Regions from separate parts of the Cricetulus griseus genome. Here region 1 is linked to region 2. Evidence: chromatin contacts called from public Micro-C data. All regions are on one chromosome and are shown on one strand. The core of a region is the stretch at or near the end of the contact, and the rest is flanking DNA. Distances in the headings are between cores, read along the strand shown.

The links. A called contact is a pair of places that touch in the nucleus more often than the background predicts.
Region 1: a contact with region 2 is called in a Micro-C map of the CHO-K1 cell line, with 2.1 times the contacts expected there. The contact joins two enhancer-like sites. A contact is called at or near these places in 5 of 8 Hi-C or Micro-C datasets (the CHL-YN cell line, the CHO-K1 cell line, fibroblasts and 1 more).

What each region holds. Positions count from the first base shown.
Region 1 is chr4:75,895,367-75,901,260 of CriGri-PICRH-1.0, forward strand. Sun1 (SUN domain-containing protein 1) reads left to right here. Exons shown (of 23, transcript XM_027413465.2): 16 at 1,332-1,375; 17 at 2,358-2,469; 18 at 4,422-4,676; 19 at 5,158-5,242. Among named protein-coding and RNA genes, the nearest start is that of Get4, 13 kb to the right of the region's middle. Within about 2 kb of position 3,310, at least 2 of the 6 cell types and tissues checked have open chromatin away from gene starts, as enhancers often do. A contact at or near this core is called in the CHO-K1 cell line, where this site is marked.
Region 2 is chr4:75,841,311-75,846,747 of CriGri-PICRH-1.0, forward strand. Dnaaf5 (dynein assembly factor 5, axonemal) reads left to right here. Exons shown (of 13, transcript XM_027413454.2): 11 at 1-138; 12 at 3,257-3,448; 13 at 4,385-5,430. The coding sequence ends at 4,521. Among named protein-coding and RNA genes, the nearest start is that of Sun1, 17 kb to the right of the region's middle. Within about 2 kb of position 2,366, at least 1 of the 6 cell types and tissues checked has open chromatin away from gene starts, as enhancers often do. A contact at or near this core is called in the CHO-K1 cell line, where this site is marked.

The DNA.
Region 1 (5,894 bases), core at 2,060-4,559, 55 kb after region 2:
TTTGTTTGTTGTGTTTTGCTTGATGTGTGCACGTGTGGGAGTGCATGCATGGAGACAGAGGAGGGCATCAGGGACCTCTTCCTCTGCCTTTTTCCTTTGAGAAAAGGTCTTTTCACTGAGCTGCCTTTCTCTGCCCCTCACAGCACTGGGCTTGCTGATGTGCACAGACACACTCAGCTTTTTACATGAATGCTGGGGTTTTGAACTCAAGTCCTTACCCTTGCACAACAAATGCTTTTACCCATTGAACCCTCTCCCCAGCTGTGAGGCATTTGTTCTTATAATTGGAGTGCGACCCCCCCCCACAAAAGCAAACTCTGCCAGTATGCATGCCTCGGGGGGGGTGGGGGGGTGGGGGGTGGTGTTCTTGTGCCTGACTATGGGGATGGAACCCAGGGCCTCTCACTTGCTAGGTAAGAACACATGCATGTCACAGTGCATGTGGAAATCAGAGGGCAGCTTATCAGAGTCATTTCTCACCTTTCACTCTGTGGGGCCTGCACTGAACTCTGATCTTCAAAATTAGCACAAGTGCCTTCTCCCACTGAGCCCTTTGACGATCCCCCAAACCAGTTTTTTAATAAAGATCAACTGGCAGCCAATATTCCCCAAAGCTGTAGGCAGGGGCTACGTTGTTCAAGGTCTTGCTTTTGAGCTGTACAACTGGAAGGACTATGTCTTGTTTTGTTTTCTGGGCATTTCAACTCTATTGCTTAAACTGCTTGACCTATGAGCCTGATAAAACAGAGGTGGCTGTTCTGGCTTCAAAAATCCAGCCACATGTTGCTCATGAATCCCTATGAGCCCTTCGCATCACTCAGCCTCCACCAAAAAAGCACACATAGAACATGCTTTGCATAAAATCACTGTGGGTAGCAGAGTCTCACTGTTGTGTGATGGTAAACTGGGTGTTTGATGTGGGTGGGTCTGCAGTACAGAACATGCCCAACTCTTGGGCAAGGCTTAGCATTCTTAGGGTACAGCATACAGCTAGACATGGCAGGTGCTTCTTTGCTCACTGAACTGAACTAAAACATTATTTTACTGAGCAGGGGTAAGCAGAATAGCCCTTAGTCTCTTGGGACCAGCTCCTACTTTCTGATTATTGGTGTCAGGAGAGTTCAGCTGATCAGAAAGAGGGGGCCTCAACTTGTCAGGAGACCCAGAATGCACTTGACATGAGTCAGGAGGAGCCCAGCTTTAGACACCTTGATGCCTTTGCCCAGACATTCAGAAGCTGAGACTCATCTTTCAATATGTGATGTTTTAAGTTACTGAGACATTTATGAACTCAGGGTGTAACTGTTTACAAAGTCTTCCCTGCTTCCTAGGCTATCCAGAAGGAGCTGGAAGAAAGCAAGCTGAGAGCAGGCAGGTAGGTGACCCCAGGAGCTCTGACTTTGTCTCCCATGGTACTCTGCTCGGATGGAGCATAGTGACTATTAACTGGCTATTTACTGGCTGCTAAAGTTCAAATTGTCACTTGCCACCTAAAATTACCAGTCTTTGGGTATCTTTTGGGGTATCAACGTGGGACTATGCAAGAGACAGGACCCTAAAGAACTTGGGAATGTCTTTTCTCAGGCAGTGTATAGATAGGCCCCTGCTTGGCCATGGGGAGCCTTGGGGGACTCCCTCTGCCAGGAGCTTCTGTCTGTTTCTGGTCTCATTGGTCTCATTGGTGTCTCAGAGCCCAGCCCAGCCTTGGGCTCAGCAACCATGCATCTTCTTGTGGCTGAAACTTTCTGTACCTGAAGCTGGTGGCCCTTGTGCCACTGCAAAGCCCTGGTCCCTCAGCAGTTATGCTTGTTCCCACTTCCTGACAGCTTTTTCCTTGTTCCTAGCACTGCATCTTCTTTGCACATTCTGGGTTTGTGTGTACTAATCTTTGTAGTTCCTGTGGTGGGTATGGCTGGAGAGCAGCTTTTGCTGGCTAATGGGCCAGCTGCATGTGGGGTAGGGTGGGCGGGAGTGTGTTGCACATTGCTCTTCCCAGGCCTGGTTTCAGTGAATGCTGACTTGGCATGTGAATGGATAGATCCAGAACATTTATCTGGAGAACCCTGTTTCAGCTGGGCTTGTTAGCATCCCTTGCAAAGCTCTGTGTTCATGGGTAGCTCAGAGCCCCTCCCCAAGGTCAGTCACTAATCATACCTGATCACATCTTCAGTTACACTGTCCATCCCATGAGCATGGAACTGCAGATTCGGCCTCAGGGCTGTGGATAGACATCAGCTCATTCCTGGTCTTACTTGTAATTTTGAGGACATAGAAATGCTGCTTTGTTTAGGGTTGAGGCCTCCTCTGAGTGGATCTGGGCCCTGACCCCTGTCCCCTCCCTGGTTGATGGCTTCCAGCAGGGCTGAAGAGCAGCCCCTCCTAGACCGTGTGCAACACCTAGAACTGGAGCTGAATCTGCTGAAGTCTCAGCTGTCAGACTGGCATCATCTGAGGACCAGCTGTGAGCAGGTAAGTGCTGGTGTTAGAAGACCTCTACCTGGAGAAAGCTCTCACCTGACTATGTCAAGATGTTTCTGAGTGGCTGCCTTCAAAACTTTTTTAAAAAATAGTTTATGTGTGTGTCTGCATATGCAGACAGATGCAGGGACATGAACAGACCAGAAGAAGCAATAAGCTGTCATTTCCCATCATTTTGAGCCCATTCCCTCAGAGGCAGGACCGCTTGTTGAGACTGGGTCTAATGTCTTGGCCTAAATGGAAACCCACAAGTCCTAGAAGTCTTTTGTCTGTTCCCTTCAGAGCTGAGGACAGGCATTTGTGGGAACATGGCTTGTTATGTGGCTATGGGATCTGTGTTCCTATCCTCATGAAAAGCTCTTCACCACTGAGCCATCTCTCCATTCCCACCTTTAAAAAAGTTATATTTTAAATTCATTTATTGTGTGTATGACTGTGCAAGCACATGTATGTCACAAGAATGTAAGAATGTGCTGGGTTATGGTGACATATGCCTTTAATCCCAGAATTCAGGAAGCAGAAGCAGTCAGACCTCTGAGTTCCAGGAACCCTGTATTGGAAAACAAAACAGAGGAATGTAAGAATGTGGAGGACAACTTGGAGAAGTTGTTTTTCTCCCTCCACCATGTGGGTCCTGAGGATCAAATTTAGGAGGTCAGGTCTAGTGGCAGGCATCTTTATTTACTGAGTCATATCTCTCTCATTATATTTTAAGATTTCATCAATTTTTGTGGTGCTGGGCATGAACCCAGAATCCAACACAGGCCATGCAAATGCTCTGACCAAACTGCACTCCATCCATACTTGGAGGTTGTAAATATTTTCAAGTCACACATTGATGACTCCTGATGAGTGTCCCAATCCCAACAGCATAGCATACTCACATCTGAGCTCACTGCATGACTCTTCCTGCTCACACAGTACAACTGACACATGTTGGGGGCGGGAGGGGAGAGAGAGAGAAAGAGAAGAGAGAGGAGGAGAGAGAGTGTGACCATCCACAGTAGGACCCAACTTTGCTTTGCCAGTTGCCCATCTATGTCATAATATATCACAGATATTGTATGGCCCACCATCCTTGGGTCTGTTGAGAATTACAGTTTGTTGACAGTCCTCATGAGCCACATTCAGACTATATATTAGAGAGTTGATTTGTGGCATGTCTGATAAATTAGTTATCTGTGTATAAAGAGCTTCCAGAGCAGGTAGGAGGAGAGATGGCGGGGACAACAAAGTACATGGGTAGGAATCTGTCTCCTGTTGCTGGTTAAAATACAAACTCCTCACTACATGTCCTTGGGTGCTGCCTAGTGGGCTGGCAGGCCTGCAGTCTTTGCTAGTATCATGCACTCTGGGGTATTGTTTTGTGGAAATGAGCAGAGATGGGCAGCGATCAGGTAGTCTTGGGGGACTGAGGAAGGATGAATGCATAGTGGGGCCATTTGTGGGGACAGAGAACAGGGTTGAATGTATGCAGCCCTGCTGGCTTTGTGGTAGGTGGATGCCTTTCTGTGCTTTGCCCTTGATTGTTTTCCATGGGAAACAAAAGAAGTTTGTATATAGTACATAGGGACCAAGTCAGCCTCCTGTCTGACTACACCTCAAGCTGTTTATAAGGAGCAGTGAGGACGGGGGCCTGCCCTCAGCTGTGGAGTTGTGTGGTGGGACTTGCTGAGTAGACTCAGTGGGAATCAGAAAACCCATATTCCCTTTCTGCGGTTCACTGGTAAATGACCTTCATGCAGCACTGTAGTCCATTCCTAATTGGTTTAGAAGGCTCCAGTGGTTTGGGAAGAATACTTAAATTTAATGTGAAGGGGACAGTTATGTCACAGTTGTGCCCTGTCTTGCAGAGATGTACTTCTGGGGTACCTGAGGCTGTGCTGGAGCAATTTGCTACTACAGTGCTTCACACTTACCCATTCTTTCCTCTGCCTCACCAGGCTGATGCCCGTATCCAGGAGACTGTGAGACTCATGTTCTCTGAGGATCAGCACAATGGCTCCCTCGAGTGGCTATTGCAGAAACTTTCTTCTCGGTTCGTGAGCAAGGATGAGCTGCAGGTGCTTTTGCATGACCTTGAGCTGAAAGTGCTGCAGAATATCACACACCATGTCACAGTGACAGGACAGGCCCCAACATCTGAGGCCATTGTGTCTGCCATGAGCGAGGCAGGAATTTCAGGAATTACGGAAGCGGTGAGTAAACAGACAGGGTCAGCCTCCACCATAGATACAGTAGTTACATGGGTGTCAGTGTTCTGAGAACACAATGTACTTAGCTTTGCCACAAATGATGTATTACCGCTGTTGTCACTTGGAAGCACTCCTTAGCTTTGCATTCACTGAATCCTTTTGTCCCAAGGGCACCTATGTACCAGTTTGTGGTTATACAGCTTCCAGCTGTACGAAGCTTCCCTTAGTTGCCACACCCCAGCCCTGAAGTACAGTCTTCCCTCCCACCCCACCCACATTGATGGTGACAGGGCCCAGGATGCCCTGGTTCTGGTACCTGCTGTGAAGTATCATGCCCTAATGTTGAGTGTCTGACCCCATCCCACCCATTTACTGGCCATGGCTGAAGTGTAGCATGCTTGTGTTCTCTAAGCATAAGTATACGAGGTACCCAGCCTTTGCTTGCATCATTTAACCCTCATTCTTCTTTCTTCTGTGTTACCAGCAAGCACACATCATTGTGAACAATGCTTTGAAACTGTATTCCCAAGACAAGACAGGGATGGTGGACTTTGCTCTGGAGTCTGGAGGTGAGTAACCAACAAAAGAGTCTAGCATGAGCATGAAAGACCAGGCTGGGAATTCAGGTGGGCCTACAGGACAATGTCACAACTCCCCTTGCCCCTCCCCCCAAGATAGGGTTTCTCTGTGTAGCTCTGGCTATCCTGGAGCTCCCTCTGTAGACCAGGCTGGCCTCAGACTCGGATTAAAGGTATATGCCTCCTCAGCAGCTACTGCCACACTTTTAGTATGACAATAGAGTATTACTCTGGATGAGGCCCAAGTGCTTATTCTTACTGAGAAGTTGCCCATTTGGATGTGTGTAAATTGGGCCCACATATTCACAGAGCACACCCAGGCTTAGCCCCAAGGGCTAGAACTGGGGGTTGGTTGCTGAGGCCAAGTGCACAGTAGGACAGGAGCTGCCTTGCTTCCACAAAAGCATGGTCCGCTGTGGTAGGGACTGTAGGGCCCTCACATGTGCAGTGGGTTTGGGATTGCACACCTGGATGAGGCCTTTGAACCTTTTCTGGAAATGTGAGAATGTGGACACCACTGGGAGGCATGAGGCATCTCAGAAGGCTCCACTACACAAGCCATGCATAAATGACTTTCTGAACTTCCAGAAATTAGGAACTGCAGGTAAGATGCAGACTGACCCCACCTCTTAAAGAATGAGGA
Region 2 (5,437 bases), core at 1,116-3,615:
CCCTGATGCCACAGGTGCTGGCCACTCTAGAGGATGACTCCCAGACCACACGCCTGGTCTCCTGCCGCATCATTAGCGTATTTCTCAAGAACTCAGGGGATACCATGGAGCCAGAGAAATTCCTCAGGGTCTATCCTGGTAAGACACTGAGAGTTGGGGGGTACACAAAATTATTTAGTAACTTCTTCTGTAGTCAGACATAGAAAATACTCCTGATTGAGTTGATGCTGGGTATCCATATACCACAGTTACAAATGAACCATCCCTGACGGAGCAGCCTGCATGGGAAGCAAAGAGAACCACTCTGGGCATTATTGGATATGGGTCCAGGACCTGTTTCTAGGACCACTAGGGTGTAGCCCATAAGGTTGAGAGACCCTCCTCAGAGCAGGAATTGTGTCCAGGTCCCCAGTCAAAAAGATAAAATTTAAAACAAGAAAAAAAAAAGTATGGAATAAGGCTTCTGCCTTCCAAGTGTTAGAGAAAGCAGTCTACATGGAACCAGGCTGGTGGGACATGATAGGGACAGCCTTAACTATCTGTCTAGATGGGACATGATGAGGATAGTCTAGAACCAGCCTGAGCACCAAGCAAATTATAGCCAGAGATAATGAGGATGTCAAAGCCAACAAGCTCCCAGAGCAGCCGGGCGATGGTGCCCCACGCCTTTAATCCCAGCACTCGGGAGGCAGAGGCAGGAGTATCTCTGTGAGTTCAAGGCCAGCCTGGTCTACAAAGCTACACAGAGAAACCCTGTCTCGAAAAACAAACAAACAAAAAAACAAGCTCGCAGACGGTAGCCAGAAGCAGGGGGAGGTCTGGAATATTCTTTAGGAGCTGACCAGGGACAGTGCTAGGCAGCGACTAGGCACGAGAGGAACCGATACCCCCTGAGAACAGTGAGTGTGAAGGAACAGTCTTACCAGGCAGAACAGTAGGTGTGAAAGAACATGGAGAAAACCGGTGCAGCGGTGATTGATTCAAGGTTAGCTTGCTAATACGGCTCCCCAAAAAACTGAACTGAGGACATTGTAATGGTTGGTGGGTGATCTTCAGGACAGATGACACTATAGAGGGTTGAGGGACAAACTCTTTATAGTTCTTACTTAAAATGGTTTAATATTGTCTAGAAGCTAAAATAATAACATCCTTTAGAAGCAAGTTAAGACCTGGCCATTCTTGCACATTCCTCTAATCTCAGCACTTAAGAGGCAGAAGCAGGGGGAATTATTGCAAATCTTAAGCCAACTTGAAACACATAGAAAATTTCAAGCAGCCAGGTCTAGACAGTGAGACCCTGTATCAAAACAAATAAGAAAGCCAGGTGTGATGGCACACAGCTGTTATCCTAGCACTTTGGAGGTGAAGACAAGAGGATCAACCTTAGCTACATGAGCCCACATCTCAAAAGAAAAAGTCCTAGGCTAGGCATGGTGGCGTACACCTTTAATCCCAGCACTTAGGAGGCAGAAGCAAGCAGATCTCTTGAGTTTAAGACCAGCCTGGTCTACATAGCAAGTTCTGGGCCAATCAGGGCTAACTAGTGAGATTATCTTTTAAATAAAAAAGTCTCCCAAGTACATTATATGAACTCTGAAATGACTGAAGGAGAAATTAATGAATTGAAGGCATTTGGCTCCCTAAACAGCCTCTGGGAGGAGAAATTCAGGCATATTCCCTGAGGGAGGAAGCTGAGGGTGGCTTCAAAAGAGATGGATTGAAGGCAAACTCAGATTCTCAAGCCTACAAATAAAATGGCTGAGATAGGAGGGGCCTCTGCCAGAACCTCCACAGCCCTGCAGGCCTCACCGCTGTCATCTCACATGCTTTTCTCAGTGTTCTGTCTTATTGTAAGTGTTTTCTTTCCACATTGGGTACACCTCCTGCAGTTATAGCAAACACAACTCTCCAGCACGTTGCTACTTCTCAGTGTACAGGAGACTGTTGGAAGGATGTTCCAGGATGGGTACAGGTGCATCCAGGGCCAACTTTGAACAGGGGACAGGTCCCAGCCTAAAGCATCAGTTCTGCCAGAGTTGCTCACAAAGAGCAATATCAGCTTCCACCAGCCTATTCACCCTTGTAAGTTAGCCCCAGTGAAAGTCAGCTCTGCGTAATTCCAACATTGGTCTGGGCATGCTCAGGCCTGGGATGGGTGAGTCCTTGGGCTCAGGTTTTGTGCCTCAGCCAGCCTTGCACGCTTGAGTCCCATTCATTCTCCTCTGTTATTCTAAGGTGTGGTAGTCTCTCCTGTGCCTGTCCAAAGTATGCAAGCAGGACTTCCCACTGGGCTTCTAATCATCTTACAGCCAGAGCCCAGCGTTCTGGAAGGACCTGGGTATCCCCTATGAGTCATTCCAGCAGTTCCCTGTCCTGATGCTCCTAGCAGGAGGCCTTGCATTCTGTGTGTGTAGTCATCTTTTCATGTCTTCAGGGCTAGCCTGCTCATGAGCTTTCAGATACAGGTGAGAGGCAGCCTGCCCTGGCCAACACTCAGCTGTTGTCCCATTTGCCCATTCTCCGGAAGCTTTGTGCTGTAGAAGTAGGTTCCAGAAATTGCCTTTTGCCTCCTTTGGTTATTGAGATACGTTTAGCCCAGAATGTCAAACCTAACTAGGCTTCAGACTTACAGCAGCCCTCCTGCCTCAGTTTCCCAAGTGCTGGTATTGCAGCTGTGTGTTCACATCTGTTCCAGAGAGGACTTTTTGTTTTGTTTTCCAGGTTGTGGGGAAAGCCTAAGTTTAATGAAACTCTTACCCATTACTTTAAAGTTTCTGTCCCTCAGGAAAGATAGATCTGTTTTTGACATCAGACAACCTGGTCAAGGAATTCCCACAGAGACAAACCAAGGCTGACACAGTTGTCATGTTGACCTCAGGCTCTTTACCCTGTAGCAGTTGGGAGGAAGGCTCAGCTCCATGGCAGCTGATAGTGTCCGGTGTCCATCTGGGTCTTGGAGGTCTCAGGGCTGTGGGGACTAAACAGGAAGTGATGCGCCATCTGTTGAAGATGCTCACTGCTGAAGAGTCTCCCTTGAGGGGTGGGTTCGCAGGTCCCCAGAGCAAAGGCCCTCCATATCTGCAGGTTAAAAGCCCTGCCATACAGGCAGGTCTCTATGAGTTTGAGGGCTGCCTGATCTATAGAGCTAGTTCCAGGACAGTTAAGGCTGTTACACAGAGAAAACCTATCTTGAAAAACAACAACAACAACAAAAAAGCCCTGTCATAAATCTGTCTCACCTATCCCCTCCCCACAGAGCTCTTGAAGCGCCTAGATGATGTCTCCAACGACGTGAGGATGGCAGCTGCTTCTGCCTTGCTCACCTGGCTGAAGTGTGTGCAGAGCTCTGACGGGAAATCCGCCTATCAGAGCAGTGTTCAGTTCTTGTACAGGGAGCTGCTGGTCCATCTGGATGACCCTGAAAGTGCCATCCAGGACACAGTCCTAGGTGAGCTCTCCAGGGCCCACTGCCTCTGGGTTCTGGTAACCTGAGTTACTGAAATAGAAATTAGTCGAGATGTGTGTGTATGTATGCGTGAATGTTTGCCTCTGTGCGTGTGTGTGTGTGTGTGTGTGTGTGTGTGTGTGATCACATGCATACATGCATGAAAGTACCCATGGAGTCCAGAAGAAGGCATTGGACTCTCTTGAGTTCAAGTTACAGGTGGTTGTGGGCTGCCATGAGATACTGAGAATCAAATCTGGGTCCACTGAAAGAGTAGCCAGTGCTTCTGAGCCATCTCTCCAGCCCCCATTCTTTTCAATATTTGTATTTATCTGGGCGGGGGGGGGGGGGGGGGCACATGTGCCACAGTATCATGGGCATGGAGATAGAAGACAACTTGCATTAGGTTGATCTCTCCCTCTGGCATGTGGATTCCAGGGATGAAACTGAGGGTGTCAGACTAGGCAGCAGGCACCTTTACAGTCTCAAAAATACAAATAAATAACTCTGACCTCCATATATATGCACACGCATACATACATATATACTATACACACGTGCCCACAGACCAACAAAAAATAAGATTAAAAATAATGAGAATACTTTTGCAAATGGCTCAGCATGTACAGGACACTTTGTGGACACTGCTGTTTCAGAAGGAAGGAGAATGGGATGATAGTCTTTTTTTGGGGGGGGGAGCAAACACTGTAGACTGATGCTTCCAGATAGCCCCTACACTGCTACATGGGGGGTGGGGAGTGGGGCGTGGGACCTCACCCTCCACCCTCTGAACATAGTGCCCAAGGCTTCAGGAAGGAAGGTGGTTTTCAGCCCCATGGATCTACCCAGCAACTCTAAGGAAAGCTGTCAGCTCTGTACAGCATGAGGTAGGCTCCCAGCCCACTGCAGCTGGACTAAGGGTTCTGTGCTGTCTTCTAGAAGTCCTCAAGGAGGGCAGCGTCCTGTTCCCAGATGTGCTGGTTCGGGAGACCGAGGCCGTCGTCCACAAACACCGATCATCTGCCTACTGTGAGCAGCTGCTGCAGCACATGCAAGCCATGGCTGCCGCTCGGTGACCGTGTGCAGCAGCCACTAAAGGGCCCCAACCGTCTGAAGAGCAGTGCGGGTGGCCTGGAGACTATGCATTTAAGGCAACCATGTCCACAGCCCAGGCATCCTTGGGACCCCACCAACCGCAGACGGTGCTTTGAGCAGCAGCTTCTCTTTCCCAAGCAGGTTCTGGGATTTTGTAACATGCCTACTATACACAGAGGCCTCAAAAAGCTACAATTAAAGTTAAGTGCCCCATCCTTGCCAGCTTCCCAACTAGCTGCTTGAATATAATGTTTTTAAGGCTTCCTCGCAAGCCCCAAGAGGTCCTGGCCTGCTTCCATGCTCACCAAGGATGCTCTTCATGTTGCAAGAAAGCCAAAGCAATTGTAAAAACAGCCATCCACTTACTTTGGGCTTTGTCCCATCATCCTAGGCTGAAGAGAATGCCCAGTCTTGACTCACTGATGAAGTTTCTCCTGATTTTTTGTTTTGTTTTCAACATGGTTTTTCTATGTAGCATTGGCTGTCCTGGAGCTCCCTCTTAAGCTCACAGAGATCCTCCTGCCTCTGCCTCCCAAGTGCTGGGATTAAAGGCATGGGCCGCTACCAACTGACTTCTCCTGACTTTAAATACACTGGAACTTGCAATGTGGGTGCACTTCTCCTGGCATTTCTGTTTCTCAGTATTAGTGATGCCCACAGATAAAGGATAAACTAGGAAACCAGACCTCGTCCCTACCGCTGGCTTACAGCAGTCAGTAGATAGTCATTCCCCGTGTCATTTCCACCAAGTGCCTAAAACGTTTTTAAGTGGATGTTTATCAGCAGCCAATATTTTTGTTAAGACAATGGGAAGAATGGGGAGAGGTGTTTCCAACAAATTTTAACATTTCTGCTTTGCCGTTTGTGGAATTAAATTATTTATTAGTTACTTTGTGT